2 separate regions of the Sus scrofa genome follow, and region 2 is linked to region 1. The links are chromatin contacts, called in public Hi-C maps. All regions are on one chromosome and are shown on one strand. The core of a region is the stretch at or near the end of the contact, and the rest is flanking DNA. Distances in the headings are between cores, read along the strand shown.

Region 1 (3,371 bases), core at 557-3,056:
TTTTACGGATGGCATGTTTGTTGTCAGTCTGCCCTGTGAGATCAGGGCCTCATCCTGATCACTGCTGTATCCCCAGCACCTCCCCAGCCCAGGGCACACACCCAGGCATGCTGGGCAAGTGTTTGTTGACTGACTGATCGACCTCATTCTCACTCACAGCCGGGCCATTCTCCAGGAAGTGCTTGATGCAGACCTGAGCAACGAGGCCTTCCCGTTCTCCACCCACAAGCTGGTGAGAGCTGCCGGGCACCTGGTAGGTACCTGTTGGCCACTATCCCCCGGCTGTGGGCAGTAGCAGCGGGCTGCAAGGGAACAAACCCAGGGCTGGAGCTTAGGACTCATGTGCCCTTGAGCAAGTCTGTTGACCTCCCTGGGCTTCGGTTCCCTACTGTAAAGTGGGGACCAGGTCGTTCTGCCCGCGGGCTGTTAGGGCCCCAGAGGAGGGACGGGGGTCAAAGTCAGGCATTTCTGTGCCCCGCTCGGTGCTTGCACGTGCTGGGGTGGCCCGGACCCACACTTCAGCCTGGCCACCTGTACGGCCGCCCAGTGTCCCCTCCTCAGAGGCGCAGGGCCCACTCTCCCAGATCAGGGCATTTCCTGCCCTCCTTGGAGATGGCAGGGCTGGGGACGGCGGAGCAGTGCCCCCACTCCAGCAGGCCTGCGTGTCCTTGGAGTGTGTTCTCCCTCCCCCGCCCCTGGCATTGTGGGAGCGGGGAGGGGCTGCTGGGGGTGCACCACCTGGCCCCGAGGAGCACCCCCTGCCTGTCCCTCAGTTCCAGAAAGCCCTTGTCCCAGGACCGGAAGCTTCTGAGACTGTGGATGGCATCAGGGCTCCAGCCGACCTGCAGTCGCCGCACCCTGGGGCTGGGGTCCCCGCCCAGCTCTGTCGGCACATCTTGCTTCTGGGCCTTGGGCTTGTTTTTGGAAAATAAGCCTCAAAATCTCCCTCCTGCCCCCCAGCTTCCCAAGGCCAAGGTGAGGAGCGGGCAGTAAAGGGAACAGCCAGGGCTGCGAGGGAGCAGGCGCTGCTCTAAGCCCATGACGCCCGCGTTCGCCCACTCAGTCCTCAGCAGCGTGGAAGGTTCTGCCACGGGGCTTCTCAGCCTTGGCACCGCTGACCTTCTGGAGCAGATCTGTGTCGGGGGCCTGGGCCTTGCAGGGTGTGGACTGGCACCCTGGCCGGCACCCCCTCGATGCCAGGAGCACCCCCAGGTGTGACAACCCAAAGCGTGTCCAGCTGTGACCATGGGTCCCTAGGGCAGAACCGCCGTGGGGTTGGGGGTGGGGACACTGCTCTGAGATCTCCCCGCGAGCAGGTGTGCAGTCACCGCCAGGCCCTGCAAGAGCTCCTGACGGAGCAAGCGTTAACCCCAGGATGCATGTTTCCTGAACTGAGGCTCGGAGGGCTTGGGGGGCTGGTGAAACCCACAAAGCGCGTGAATATGTGTCAGTGAACCGGCTGGGGCCGTAAGCGGGCCGGGCGGGGGTGGGGGGTCAGAAGGCCCGACGCGGGGCATCTCCCCCTTAGGTTTGCGGGGGGACATGCTAAGGGACGTTAGTGGGGGACGCGACCCTGGCCCGCAGAGGGGCTGGAGGTCGGAGGAGTCTGGGCCCTGTTAGCAAGTAAACAGCCTCTCCATGACTTCAGAGAGGATCCTGCCAGAAGGAACCCGATAAAGACGGCTCTGCAGGCAGAGGAGTGCCGGCCGGCTCTGCTCTGTCTCTGCTCCCTGGAGGCCACGCTGGGGGCAGGAAGCTGGGGCTGTCTCTGTCTAGCTTGCTTCCTGCCTCCGTGATGCAGAGCGGCCTGGCGGGACCAGAGAGGGTGTGCGTTTTGAGGGAGCGAGGCACAGCTCCTCCCCAGGCCACGGTGGCCTCAGGGCAGCCCCGCCTGCAGCTCAGGCCCTCTGGGCCCCCGTGGGGTCTGAGCCGCAGCCTGTCTGGGGCTGGGTTCTGACTTGCAAAGTGGGTGGGGGAGCTGGGGGGCTTGGCGCTGGCTCAGCCTGGGTGTGGTTCAGGGCTTCGTGTGGGAGGGGACCAGGTGGGAGCCCCTTCCTCCCAGCCCGGGGCCCCTCCAGCCAGGCCCCTGGGACTTGTCCTTGGACTCGGACCCTGGCTGCCTCCCCAGGCCTGGCCCTCGGCTGTCTGGCTGCACTTTGGCCTCCGGGGCCCAGGGGCCAGGCTGGGCCAGGGCTGGGGCTGCTGGAAACCCAGGCCAGACTCCAGGGTGAACCCCTGTCCGGGGTAACAGCCCAAGGTGGGGGCCGTGGGATGTCGGGGCCGGAGGAATGGGGAGAGGGTGCGTCTCACCACCTGCCCCGGAGCTGGCTGCTGCTTCTGTCCAAAGCACTTTATTGCTCTGTGGGTGAAGGCTCGTTACTCCGTTGCCAGGCACCGCCCGTGGGCAGAGTGCAGGGCCTGGGGGCAGACCTCAATGCTGGCTCCGCCCCTTTGGCCATGACCCTTGACCTCTGGGAGCCTTCCCTTTCTCTCCCTGCCCATGGAGTCTGGCTAAGGAGGTGGCGGCATCAGAGTTTCACTGTAAATATTGGGAATGCTCGTCAAATCAGAACAAGCAAACAAAATCCATCTCTTCTTCTTCTTTTTTTTTTTTGTCTTTTTGTCTTTTTATCTTTTCTAGGGCCGCTCCTGCGGCACATGGAGGTTCCCAGGCTAGGGGTCTAATCGGAGCTGTAGCTGTCGGCCTACACTAGAGCCACAGCCACGCGGGATCTGAGCCGTGTCTGCAACCTACACCACAGCTCACGGCAACGCCCCATCCTTAACCCACGGAGCAAGGGCAGGGACCGAACCTGCGACCTCATGGTTCCTGGTCGGATTCGTTAACCACTGCGCCACGACGGGAACTCCACAAAAGCCCTCTCTTGCACCGGCGAGAGAGCCGAGGCTAGTGGTGTATTTTCTTCCATCTCCTCTCCCTCATCTTTGCCTATAAATGTGCAAACAGAGGCGGGTTCGTGCCCTGCACACGGCCTGTGCGCTCGGCTTTACTGCCTTAGACGCTGTGATGCTGCTTTTCTTGTCCTGTGAAATGCTGTCTGAGAGCCCCCGCGAGCGCCCATGTCATCCTAAGTCCGTCAGCAGCACCTCCGTAAGCAGGACATTTGTGGGGCCATGTCTGTGATGAGCAAGGGGTATCCTTGGCGGTGGCCCTTTAATGACTGTGACTGTTGACCTATGACCCCTTTCAGGGGGTCCCAGGTACACCCTCCCAGCCTTCCGGGCCGTCCAGCCGTCATTGGGCATTTCCTGTGTCCTCCTGGAGCCCAGTGCTGTCCTAGGCCTTTGGGGGTGTGGGGAAGGCAGAGGCACAGGCCCTGCTGGTGCGAAATCCGCCCCCCCCATATTCA
Region 2 (3,371 bases), core at 426-2,925, 46 kb before region 1:
CTGTGCCACAGCGGGAGCTCCCAGAGGTCCTGTTTTCTATCAGCACCTGCTCTGAGTCTTTGTACATCCAGGTGTGGGTGTGCTTATTCTTTCTAGATTTCCGCCTGGCATCTTCTGCCTGCGCACAGACCAGGTGCCCCAGACCCAGAAGCAGACAGCAGGCTTCTGGTCCAACTCCCCAGTAGCTTGCTGTGTGACCCGAGGCCAGCGGGCTCCCTTCTCTGGGCCCTGGGGCCCCCGACAGTCAAATGGAGGCAGGTGTCCCTGCCCTGGGAGGCTGGGAAGGTCAGAGGCTCACAGACGTCCCGCCAGGGTCACAAGGATCTGGGAGCTCAGGAGGGCAGGGTGCAGGGGTACAGACAGGTTAGGGGCAGTGAGAGCAACCCAGAGGCCCAGACCTGCCTCCCAGGGCAGCCAGAGCCCCTTCCCTGGACGGGTGTTGGGCAGGGGCGGAGTTGGGGTGGGGGCGCCCGTAGCCGAGGCTGGTCCATCCCACGGCCCTGGATCACCCCTGCAAGGAGCCTGGCCCTGGCACCACGCTGCTGCTTGCCCAGCACTTCCTGCCCACCTGCTGTGCTAAGTGCCTGTCTGGCCTGGGGAGCATGGCAGGCACTGTTCACCTGCAGTGACCCTGTAACCCCATTCTAGAGATGAAGAGGTGGGGTCACCTATCCTGTCACCAGGCTTAATAAGGTCTCAGGGTTTGCAGCCCTGCTCTGCTGCCCTCAGAAGGACCTGCTTGGGAGTTCCCGTCGTGGCGCAGTGGTTAACGAATCCGACTAGGAACCATGAGGTTGCGGGTTCGGTCCCTGCCCTTGCTCAGCGGGTTAACAATCCGGCGTTGCCGTGAGCTGTGGTGTAGGTTGCAGACGCGTCTCGGATCCCGCGTTGCTGTGGCTCTGGCGTAGGCCAGCGGCTACAGCTCCGATTCAACCCCTAGCCTGGGAACCTCCATATGCTGCGGGAGCGGCCCAAAGAAATAGCAAAAGGACAAAAAAAAAAAAAAAAAAAAAAAAAAAAGAAAGAAAAGAAGGACCTGCTTGGCTGCCTCCCTGGCCTGCCAGGCGGTAGGCGGGACAGGGGCTGGCAGCTCGGCCAGGGGCGGCGGGGGTAGGAGTGGGGGAGGGGAGGGTTCCTGCTGGGAAGGAAGGAGGAGACAGCGCTGGCAGGCTGCTTGGGCCCAGGAGTGCTGTTGCGGCTGCAGGTACACCCTTCGGAGCAGGGCCGGGACCTTCCCTGGGCTGGGGTTGGGACAGGCCAGGAGCTGGCGGGGACTTCTGCCTCGGGCTGGGTGGGCCCAACTTGTGAGGCCCTCTGTGGGAGGTGCCTTGGCCTGGGCACCTTCCACCCCCACCCCGTCCCCACCCTAAACAGCTCGAGGCCCCACCCCGTGCGTCTGACCCAAACCTTGGTAATGAGCGGCCAGCCTGCTGACTCGGGGGTGGGGGAGGGTGAAGGAGAGCAGGTTGATGTGGCAGCAGGTCTCCTGGCCTGACGGAGGGCACTGGGCAGCCCCCATGCCAGCCCCCATCCCCAGCTCAGGGCAGGGCGGGGGTGGGGGTGGAGGGCAGGGGGGCGGGGAATGCCGGGGCCAGCAGAGCAGTGGGAGGGAACCAGGAGGCTGGGCCAGGGGCGGGTTCCAGCCTTGGGCAGAGTCTCGCCTGCGCAAGCACATGAGCCCGACTTTCTGCCAGCAGAACAGCGCTCTCGGGGCTCTGGAAGACTGAGGCGCCCCAACGGCGAAAGGTGAGTGCAGGCGCGGGCCAGGGGTGCACAGGGGTGCTCAGGGCACCTCTGCCGTCGAAAGGCAGATGGGCTGTCAGAAGTGACACAGGGACTGGGCTGCCTGCCCCAGCCTCCAAGCCCCCGGCCCTGAAGCCTCTGAAATCACCTCTCCCTGCCCCCACCCCCTGGCAGGGGAGGGTCCCCACTGTGACCTGCAGGAGGGGCGGCACTCCCTGGGGAGGGTGGGAAAGGGTGTGGCAGTGGGTCCCTCCCCCAGACCAGGCCCCGTGACATCTGTGGACCGAGGGGTCAGAAGCGGGCAGGAGGGCCTGCTGCCTCGGCCACACGGTGGCCCTGTGACCTTGGTCACCTGGGGGCGCCTCCTTGGGCCTCAGTCTCCCCCCTCCGTGAAATGGGGACAATATAGCCACCTTGACTTCAGAGCAGAGGGAACCCGCCTGCCGTGTGGCACGGAAATGGAGGAGGACTTTCCTGGTTAATTGGCTGATTGATGCCAAGCTCGGCTGTGAACGCAGCTGCACCACCTGCATCAGTTCCCCCACTGCAGCCAAACCTTACTTTTCCTGCTGACCCCCCACATGGGCCCAGGAGCCTCTCCGAGGTGTCCTTCCCCTGTCCCAGTCTTCTTGTAATTGTGAGGTTTGGGTTGGGTAAGTCTGGAGGGCTTCCTGGAGGAGGAGGGATGCGCAGTGAGCCCTGCAGGCTGCTGGGAGGTCACTGAGGAGGAGGGAGGCTGGTTACCCATCCCCTGAGCCCCGACTTGGATTCTGAGATGGCCCGAGGGAGCCGGAGGCCCAGACCCCCTGCCTCTCTCACCTTCTGTCTTGGGTCCCAAAGGGCTCTGGGGCCAACGAGGCAGAGGTAACTTCTGTCTGGGAGTTTTCCCAGAGGGCGTGTTGGATACACCAGAAGGCTGGTTGTCCCCGCCTCAGAGCTCCCGCCACCTGCCCTGCGACCCCGCCCCTGCCGTGTACACACCCCGCCCCCTCCTGGTCCTCACTGTGGTCTCCAGGGTCCTGGCCAGAGTCTGGGGCGTGTGAGGCCCTCGGTGCCCATGGGCTGGACACGTGCTGTAGGAGGCAGGGGACAGAGGACAGCATGGGGGCACTGTGCCCTGGGCTCCTACTTGACAGAGCACCCACTGTGGCCCTCTGCGGCCGACTCTTTCCCCAGCAGGAGCCGAGTCCCCATGGCTTCTCTGAGCCGAGCCCTGCGTCTGGCCGCCACCTGTCCTCACCGGAACCCTGCCCAGGGCCTGGGGCCACGTCCCCGGACTGGCGGGACCGGCCCCACCACCGAGAAGAGCGTGCCGTACCAGCGGACCCTGAAAGAGGCTCAGCAGCCCTCAGCGGAGGCCCAGGGCCTGAGCCAGCCCCTGCCCCGCGCGGCCAGCGTGGTGGTCATCGGCGGGGGCAGCTTGGGCTGCCAGACCCTCTACCACCTGGCCAAGCTGGGCGTGAGCGGGGCGCTGCTGCTCGAGCGGGAGCGGCTGACCTCCGGCACCACCTGGCACACGGCAGGTAGGGGCCCAGGTGCAGGCGGGGGCAGAGGGTCTGGACTCGGGCAGGTGCCAGCTCTGGGCTGACAACCGGAGGCCACTGAGCTAGAGGGGAAGGACATGGAGA

The links. Hi-C and Micro-C count contacts between places; a contact is called where the count stands out from the background.
Region 2: a contact with region 1 is called in a Hi-C map of liver, with 6 times the contacts expected there. The contact joins the promoter of SARDH here to the enhancer-like site in region 1. A contact is called at or near these places in 1 of 5 promoter capture datasets (liver) and 7 of 47 Hi-C or Micro-C datasets (adipocytes, embryonic fibroblasts, epiblast stem cells and 2 more).

The regions. Positions count from the first base shown.
Region 1 is chr1:273,247,491-273,250,861 of Sscrofa11.1, reverse strand. It overlaps SARDH (sarcosine dehydrogenase), which reads left to right. Exons shown (of 21, transcript NM_001253922.1): 17 at 160-253. Among named protein-coding and RNA genes, the nearest start is that of DBH, 45 kb to the right of the region's middle. Within about 2 kb of position 1,806, at least 19 of the 83 cell types and tissues checked have an H3K27ac peak or open chromatin away from gene starts, as enhancers often do. A contact at or near this core is called in liver, where this site is marked.
Region 2 is chr1:273,292,925-273,296,295 of Sscrofa11.1, reverse strand. SARDH (sarcosine dehydrogenase) reads left to right here and starts at 1,675. Exons shown (of 21, transcript NM_001253922.1): 1 at 1,675-1,746; 2 at 2,923-3,266. The coding sequence starts at 2,936.